Regions from separate parts of the Gossypium hirsutum genome. Here region 1 is linked to region 2. A link is a contact called in public Hi-C data. All regions are on one chromosome and are shown on one strand. The core of a region is the stretch at or near the end of the contact, and the rest is flanking DNA. Distances in the headings are between cores, read along the strand shown.

Region 1 (5,071 bases), core at 1,228-3,727, 210 kb after region 2:
CGAAGTTCTTCGGTCTATCAATGACCCATTCAACAAACAAGTATGCTTCGTTAAGCTAATCATTAGAGCTTGAGGCTCTGGCCTGTTTTGACAAAAGGTTGAAGGGGAGGTTCTCATTTGAGTGAGCCATTTCGATTCAAAAACTAAAGAGAAGAAAATCAAACTTTTTAAAATCTGATGATCGGAAGTCTATCCACGTTCATCGCACCAATTGTTGAGTAATTTTGTCTTGTATCTTATGAATGAAGTATTCAAGCATTTTTACATGCTATTACAGCTTACGATATGACCCCCACAGTTTTGTCTTGACTCCATCATTCCTAATACTGTTGGACATGTGTATCACTTTGGGTCACTTGCGGAGCACGCGGTCTTTTCCGATCTTAGTACTGACATTCTGTGCGGCCTTCAAGCCTGCTGGACATGTGTTTCTCCCTTGGTCGCCTATAAAGCATGCGGTCTCCCTTCTGTGAGCTCCTTGAACGCGTGTGAACTGAAATCATGGCCTTCTCTTGGTTCGTGCCAGCTAGATCCGCGAGCTGGGTCCATGAACTCCCTTTGTTGTCCTTTCACGGTTCGCCTCACACTCAACCATCTGGTGGGACCTATCCAGGTCATGGTAGGTAACCCAGATCCTATCTAGGACTCGGGTTGCTGATCATCAATGTATAACACTATGAAACAACTTTGGACGTCAAAATTTGTGAACCAAAATTCAAATAACTTTTTTCTCTGATATTCGATACTAACTATCAAATTGACTTGGATTTAAGGTATGTTCTTCTACTCTTCAATGGGTACTGATTCACCATACCGATTGTCAAATCTTCGTTAGAAGGTCACTAGTAAAACTCTTTAAAAAAAAAAGAAATTAACAATTCAATGACTTAAATAAAAACTTTTGAATAATTTAAAAACTAAATTGTAATCTTTTTTAGTTAAATGATCAAAATGAAAACTTACCTGTCATTTAGTGATTAATAGTATAATTTACCTTGTATAAATTCATGAAATTATTCAACCATATTTCCTTCGAAAGAAAAGAAAGGCATGAAATATTGAGAAACCAAGGTAATAAAAATGTTGGTCTTGGTTTTGGTGAAGTGTCGTGAATCGAGGCCCAACTAAGTAGAGTGACTAGTCGGGTTTCAATTACCTAACGGAGGGTTCCCATCGACGGGTGCCTTTTAAACAGCGACTTTGAAACATTTATCCAATTTCCTCGTCACCATAAACAATGGAAGGAAAACCAAAGCCCATCCCATGCTTATTAAATTTAACCTATTTCTCCCTTTCATGTCTGGCCAATGTTATGCTAATGTGTCTCCTTCATGACTCAGCGTATTAATTAGGAAAAATTAGACTGGCCCAACTCAACTTTAGTGCATAAATGTATGAGTAATTTTAATGTGTGGGAATAGCAGTTTGAACAAGAAAGTTGTCGAATGTTGGTACCAATGGTTAAAGTTCAAATTTAGGTAATTTTATCGCGCTTTCTTTTCTTTTTTTAATTAGTAATGATAAAAAATAACTATAAGACAATTAACACTTTTTAAATATGATAATTATAGGAACAAACAACAATCTTTTTCTTGAGAAACTTTGAAATATATAATTCAATGACGAGTTTTCACATTTAGTTTTGAGGATCAATCACAATATCTAAAAAATAATAATTTCATGAAACATGTTCTTGCTATAACATTTTCAATTAAATTCTCTAAATTTTTTTTAATTTCAGTTATTATAACTTGATATGATGATTAATTCATTCCAAGTGTTTAAAAATAAAGATTGATTAGTAGCATTTTGTTATTTTTAATCCATAACACATAATTTAAGTTATAAATAAAAAGTATGGAATTTATTTTGAGGGAGCCCATTCAATTTATTTTAACGTATGTAAATATACTCTATAAATTAATAAAAATATTAAGGGCTTACTTAGGAATTTAGCAAAAAACTTGGGAAGTCAACACTTTTTAACAATTATCTAAAAGCTGAGGTAAGTTATCGTACATATATAACCCACTGTTAAAGAAATGGTGAAATAATGTATTTTTATGAATTTTAAAGTTTTAGTCGTCATTAAACTATTAAATTAATAAATTCATTAAGTTGAATTTTATTAATTTTAAAATATGACGTGATAAATATATTATTACATAATATTATTATATTAATTTATTATTTTTACACAAAAAAATTAAATTTAAAAATTATTGTTTAAGTCAAAAATAAAAATTTAAATTTTAAAAAATACATGAACTAAATCTACACAATTTAACTAAATATTATAATTGAAGAAGTGTGGTGTTGCAGGATGCAAGTAAAAGGCAAAGTGTTGGGGATTAGGTGAGGAAAATAATGGTGGTTGAATAGTCTCCTGTTTGATTGAGACACGTGGGTGGCAATGTATTTATTTAATTTTATAAATATGCCGTGAAATCTCGACAGAAATCCTCCAAAAATGTAGCCTGGATTACAGGTCATATAATTATGTTGGAGTAAATAAGTAGAGCCTTAATGTTGGTAAACACTTACAATACGGCCAGGGAGAGCAGTTGCTTCAATTACGCTGTCCTCGTTTGTTGTTTTCCTTTTGGGTTTAACTAAAAGCCTTTATAATATTGGTTATGAAAGAAAGAGAGCCTCTTTTTTTTTCTTACTTAAATCTCAGTTTCAATCTAAGACGAAAAGTAATGAGTGAAGTTAGCGTGTTTTGATCCACAACCTTGGCGGTGTTGATTCGTCAGATGACATGCGGGGGTGTTTTAGTAATCATTCTTTACTACTGTATTCCAAGAACTCGCAGAGAAAAAAGTAAGAAAGAAAGAATTCCCTCCCATTTTGGGGAAATAAAGGAAAACACTTTGATTCAGTCAGTGTCTCTAATTCCAAATTACTCCTCAAACATTTCTTCTTCTTCTTTTAAAAAATAAATAAATAAATAAATAATAGAATTTGCTTCCACAGCCTATCCTACTTCTCCTTTCTCTTTGCTTCACTCTCTGGGTTTTTCTTTTTCCTTCCATATCTCACTCAAAATTCTATCTCATCAGATCTCTTGTCATAATCAGATCAGGAGGGAAGGATGCTGGAACCGTCCGATGTGTAGACTTTTGACTTTGTTGTGATCGGTAGGGACTTTAGATGGGGCAATGTTACGGTAAAGTTAGTCAAACGCAAGTAAATGAAACGACGTCAAATGCTACCACAACAGTCACAGAGGTGATTCCAGCCGATCCTGGGGGGCAAACGCCACTGCAATCCAGTAACGGCGCTGTTAATTATTTTCAATCAGTTAAGAATACTCCAGCTAGGTCATCCAGCCAGAGTCCATGGCCCAGCCCTTACCCCCACGGGGTGACTGCCAGTCCGCTTCCACCGGGTGTATCCCCTTCTCCGGCCAGGGCTTCAAGGGGTTCCACGCCTAGGAGATTCTTCCGGCGCCCGTTCCCGCCGCCTTCGCCGGCCAAACACATAAAAGCGTCGCTGTTGAAGCGTCTTGGCGGGAAGCCAAAGGAAGGACCGATCCCTGAGGATCCTGGAACTGAGCCGGAGCAAGTGTTGGATAAGAGCTTTGGTTATGGCAAGAATTTTGGAGCTAAGTATGAACTTGGAAAAGAAATAGGACGAGGGCATTTTGGTCACACTTGCTCTGCTAGAGGTAAAAAGGGTGACCTTAAGGATCAACCCCTTGCTGTTAAGATCATCTCAAAAGCTAAGGTATTCTCTTCACTCCATTTCTATGATATTCTTACCCTGTTCATGCTAATTGCTAAATAATTTTTTTAACTTTTGAGATATTTAGATTATTTTCTTAATGTTGGAGCTTCTTTCTGGAGGTATTGTTCTTAAAATTGGATTTCATTAAAATAGTCTTAAGAGAAGGACCTTTAGTTATTGATCGATGGCATAGCTGTTTATTATGCATTCCAAACACCTCATAGATGTTTGTTTTCCTCGATTCAACTAAACTCGGCCGATTATGTCTTTCTTGAAGAAGGTAAGTTACATAAGCCGGACATAATTCTAGAATAATCATGTTTACGACTTGGCCCCTGCCAACTTCGCTTATCATTGATATTTGGCTGTTACATGAGCTATTCGAGACATACAAGGCTTAAAAGGATACCTCTTGCATTGATTAGCCATTTCATTTTTATTTTCTCTAGGGGGAAGTGTGATTATGATTGTTGTTCTAGAAGACTGGAAGAAGACAAAGGTATACTTGTCTTTTATTTGATAGTTATCTTGGGTTTCTAGCAATAATACAGGGTATTTTGCTACTGAGTTGTTGCATCTAGTCTTAAATGCAAATGTGACCATAGCCACATCAACCGCAATAAAAACTAGGTGGGAATCCAGATATTGTTTTGCACTGAGAGATTTTTGGTGTCCACGCGTTGCCGAGTATGACTTCAGTGTCCTGACCTATGAATTATTCAATTGTTGATGCTGTATATTTGGGAGACATTGTCTTGGGCTTGTGCCTGTCATGTTTTTCAAAGAGGAAATATATTCACGATAAGACAAGACTAGGTTGTGTGATTTCCCTATTAGCACTTCCAATCTCTGAGACCCTGTCTAGACTATATACATTCACAAATATTTCTGTTATTGAATTGCTGAATAGGAAAAACTTTACAAAGAATCTAAGAATTATAGTAAAACATATATAGAAAGAATATTTTGTGATACAATTGTTTCTACCATTTGTGGCCAACTACATACAAAAATATGCTAGTGGCTGTTAATATTTTCCAAATATTCTTTAGGGAGGAATTTGGAGCTTCATTTAGTTGCTATTCAGACCATGCGGCCATCTTAAATTTTAAAATCCTCTTAAGTGTTACAGACGTGTTTTATAGTTGTCATTTCTTTTAATGAATTTCCCCTATGTGTGTGTATCAAGTTTTTGTGGGTGATTGAGCTTGCGTGCAGCCATTAGCAACCTTGTTTTACCTTATTTCATTTCAAAGCAATTTCTTTCTAAATTTCTGACTGAGAATGATTTTAGTTTGTCTTTCCTTTTCTCTTAAGTTAGGCAAAGAGCTGTTTTCTTGTC
Region 2 (4,843 bases), core at 792-3,291:
CTGATATTTTGGTGAAAATTCAAGAGTGTGAACAATTTAGACCTGGGGAACAGCAAGAAGAAAAATACGTAGAAGGAATTGGTGAAAAGGAGGCAGCAAGAAACGGATGAAATAAAGCAGGCAAAGAACAAAAAAAAAAAAAAGAAAAAAAAAGGGCAAATTACAAATTGTTGGAAACATATTTGCTCATTTTATCTCTTAATTATACAAGACAAAGCAGAAAACAAACCCAAAAAGGGAAACCACAGGACACAAAATACAAAACCAAACCACAAATAAATAAAGAGAGTGAGATTTGGCAAACCAACAAAGCGACAGTAGGAAGAAACTAAAGCATTGAAAAAGATGTTCACGTCACACACTTACTAGATAAACTTAGTGGTCTAGCCTCCTGAGAAGAGTAGATTTGAGGCCTTGTTCATTTCTGAGTTCAAGATCAGGGACGTTGACTACGATATCCTGGAGCATGGTCTCGTTAACACACGACATGCTTGCATGATGGATCGGAAACTCCAGATCACGAAGGGCAACCATTAACCTAGTAACTGGATAGTTCATATTCTCTGATTGAACCCTAATCATTGCATCATTCCCCATGATCTTGATATCAAATTCAAGGCCCACGCACCCTGCTGTTGCAGGGGATGGTGAATTATCAGGCTTTGCTGCTTCCTGTTCCACGGAAGTGGTTGTGCTTTGGTTATCCGTAACATCAACCATTTCTACCTTAGGTTTCTTACACTCCCTCTGAAGCTGCGATTCCAGTTCTTCGACTTTCGCTTTTAGCTCACTGATGTATGAGACAGCGTCAGATAAGAGCGATGCTTTGTCCATGCGCGACACGTTCGGGACTACGGCTCGGAGGGCGTAGAACCTGTGGTTCAGCTTCTCACGGCGTTGCCTCTCAGCTTCCACGTGGTTCAACGGTGTCTCTCGTCCAAGTCCGGGTTTCCTTCCACGTTTCTGTGGGGTTCTCTGCTCTAAATGACTCATGGCAAGTGATGGGCGATCCGTGTCAGAATGCTCCGAGTCCACAGAAGAAGATTGCCCAAGTTTTGTGGAATATTTCTTGGTTGGGTGGTTGTGGTGTTCTTGCTTGGTTTCATTAACAGGACCTACATTTTCTTCTTCTTCTTCAACACCGGAAACTATACCCATGTCTGCAAAAGAGATGTTTCTGTCGAGGAAGGGGATTGAAGGTCGGGTTAGAGTTGGATCTGTACTTGATTGCTTTTGTAACAAGTCAATGGGATCAGCTCCGAAAATGGATTTCACTTGTTGGACTAAACCCCAATTTTCACTGATCATTTCTACGGATCCTAATTCAAGAACCCCGCAAGAAGTTGGTATACAGACCATCGTCTCAATGCCATGCATTTGTGCTTCTATAGCTCTTTCACAGTTGTAAAACTGCAAAGCATGAGCACCGGTTAACCAAACCAGAGAGCCAGTACTTAGAGCCATGCCTGGAATCCCTTCTCCAGCAGGGAAAGATCGAGACAATGACATCACGTAGAACCATTCAGCATCACTGACCCCGGTGGTGCCGTCCATCATCGACACATCTACCTCATGGTTATCTCCGATGAGAGTTTGGGCTCCTTTCATCTCCTTTCTTCTTTCATTTTCTAGGCACGAAATGTTGGCGCTTAATAATTTTGGAGGCGTACCTTTGGTGGTGCCTTGAAAATAACCATCTCCCCAGCACAAAAACAAACGACCATGTTCATCGTTTGATGTCTGCCAAAATATAGCATATGTCCACCAAATTTGCTGGCTTTGTACCACAAATTGGAGCCTCTGCTGGAGAGTTGAAGGTGAAGTTTCCTGGGTCATATAGACCAGTGAAGAAGATGAAGATGGAGAGATTATAAGTTCTTCCATGGCTGACCGATACAAAAAGAAGGAAAACAATACACGAGGGAATCTGAAAGGCAGAGATTTTGGAAGTTCTTTACAACAAATAAGCCATTAAATCATCTTAAATTTTACAAGGAAAAGAAAAACCAAAAGAGAATACGGGGTGCATTGGACAAAAAAGGGGGATGGAGGAGGAGTTTATAAGCTTTGTAACTTATAAGGTGGGGGCCACAAGATCCTAAAATCCTCTGCATGCTCACCTATAAGCTTTGTCCACTTTTCTTTGTTCATTTTAACAGTAAGACTGTGACGTTAACTCGTTAAGTTTTTTCGTGTTTATTTTGGCTGTGTGAAATGATTTTAGGTTATCAAGTTGGAATTATTAACCTGGAATTTTCGATAACAGAAACTAGCATATTAATCTCAATCATCCTAGCAGCATAAAGGAAAGAGGGATTTGTTTCTAACTTGGTGTTCAAATTTTGATTAAAATTAAATTAATTGATTGAATCGATCTAATTTGATTAATCGATCTAATCAATCGGAGGTCAGTTAAAATTTTTTTAGAATTTCGGTCAACGGTTAATTTAATTCGAAATTGAATAATTAATCGCATTAATTGAACTTAATAACTAATATTATATATTATATGTATTAGATTATTATTAATTCGGTTAATTCGGTTAATCTGATTAAATAAACCTTAAAATTTTTTTTATATGTTTCATATTTATTTTAACAATAAAATAAAATGTATAAGTTTTAATTAATTCCGTTAATCTAAAGAATTAATTTAAAAAATAATTAAAAAATATTTTAATTTTATTAACAGTTAAATAATTAAAAAATTCAACTAATTTAATTAATAGTAATTTGATTTGAATATTGTGAGTAAAGTTAAAGGAAGAGATAGAGTAAAGATTTTAGTGAAAAGATTAAAAAAGCACATGTTTAAATATCGTAAACGTCACATGTGAAGAGATAGAATAAAGGGCAGACATTTGGCACCACTTGCACGTGTATTGATAGCGACAGGTCTAGTGACTACGATGCGTATGGGCTCCTCGTTATTTGGCATCACACACAATTTATACATCTTTTAACCCAATCATTGAAAACTGAAAAAACTCATTAATGTATTATTATATACCAACAACCAACCATACTTAAAGAAATATCATACCGTACCATATTATACTTTTTTTCTATTACGTTCTTTATATTACACTATACAATAGGAGTTATTAAAATAGCTATATATAATAGACTGACACATATTTCGTAAAATTAACATAGTTTTCATATCATTTTCAAAAAAAAAAAAGAAATCTTATTTAATAAAAATTAATTTTCTGACCTTTATAATTAACCCTTTTAATATATTATTTTTAAAATTCAAATTTAAAATATTATTTGTGTAATTATCATCAAACCGTGTTATATTTATATTAGCTCAAGGCTTTACATTTGTGGATTGAGCGCTCCTATATCAGTGTCTTTTTATATTTCAGGTTTTTTTTTTATCGTTTATAATATTAAAAAGTAAAAATATTTCTCAAGGAAAAAGAGAATAATTAGTTACTTATATTATTATATCTATATAACTATATATAAAAGAAAGGTTTTGGACTAGAGGATAGGTTGAACTTAATACGGATGGAGCTGTATCGAGAAATAGCTCATTTATAGGCATCAGGGGAGTGTTTAGAAGTGCTGACGGTAAGTGGTTAGGTGGCTTTTCGATGAAGTTAAGAAATTATTCAATTTTCAAGATTGAGGTAAGAGCCTTACTTGAAGGCCTCCTTATATCATGAAGGAAAGGTTATCGACTGTTGGAAGTGGAATGTGATAATGCTCTCTTAGTTGAAGTGATTTTAGCTGGCAGAGCTGTAGATTATCATTTCACTGAAATGCGTCTTATCCATCATTTATTGAGTTGGAATTGGAAGGTCATTGTTTGTCATATTTCGAGGTCGCAAAATACAATAGTTGATCATATAACCAAGTGTATGGCGACTAATTCTAAAAAAATTTATTGGTTTGAAGAATCACCGCAATCAACTAAAAGTTTAATTGAGGCGGATTATGTTATTACTTTGAGTCACTAATGTAATTTTTTAAGTTTTTCACTTTAGACTGTCTTTTTTTCCACAAAAAAAAGGAAAAAAAGAAAGGTTTTGGATACTTACCCATGCTCTTTCTTCGTAATATCCAAATAGTTAATATAATTAAATTTTCTATTAAAATATTACATGATTATATATAATTTAAATATTTTAAAAACAAACACATCTTTTTTTTTTGAGAAATATTGGGCTGTGATTTTATTAAAAAGTAGTCAAAGAAACAACTAGAGGTGTTCATGGGCTGGGTCGAGCCGGGCTCAACTAAAAAATCATGCCCATTTATTGGGCCTGGCCCGGCTCGCCCGTATTAATTTTTTACATTATTTTTATATTATTTTTAAATATATATAATACATCAAAAATACTAAAAACATCAAAATAAATATTTCCCAACAAATTGAAAATAAATTTTAAAAAATATGTAGACTTAAATAACATAAAGATAGATGCAACTTAACAAGTAAATGCCTCTAAGATAATAAACAAATTAACAAATGCCTTTAAAATAATAATAAAATTAACAAGAAAATAAGTTTTATAAAATATCCAAAAAATAACAATAAAATAGTAACAATATAATAGTAAAATGGTAGCAAAATAGGGAGAAAACAACAAAAAAATAACATTCAAAAATAAAAAAATATAGATTTTTTTGTCCTTTAGTGAATTCGGGCCGGGCTGGACTTGCCGGGCCCGGGCTAAAAATACCTTACCCGAGGCCCGGCTTATTTTTTAAACCGGCCTTATTTTTTTGTCCAAGCTCTTTTTTGGGCCTATATTTTTGCCTAAACCCTCCCACATTTCGGGCGTTCCTTCGGGCCGGGTCGGGTAGCCCGGCGCATGAACACTCTAGAAAC

Evidence for each region. Hi-C and Micro-C count contacts between places; a contact is called where the count stands out from the background.
Region 1: a Hi-C map of leaf shows a contact between it and region 2, with 7 times the contacts expected there. The contact joins the promoter of LOC107952982 here to the promoter of LOC107956486 in region 2. A contact is called at or near these places in 12 of 34 Hi-C or Micro-C datasets (anther, callus, hypocotyl and 1 more).

The regions. Positions count from the first base shown.
Region 1 is chrA07:29,763,616-29,768,686 of Gossypium_hirsutum_v2.1, forward strand. LOC107952982 (CDPK-related kinase 3) reads left to right here and starts at 2,478. Exons shown (of 12, transcript XM_016888199.2): 1 at 2,478-2,881; 2 at 3,063-3,729. The coding sequence starts at 3,154.
Region 2 is chrA07:29,551,369-29,556,211 of Gossypium_hirsutum_v2.1, forward strand. It overlaps LOC107956486 (transcription factor MYC2), which reads right to left and starts at 2,042. Exons shown (of 1, transcript XM_016892137.2): 1 at 129-2,042. The coding sequence starts at 1,884. The coding sequence ends at 376.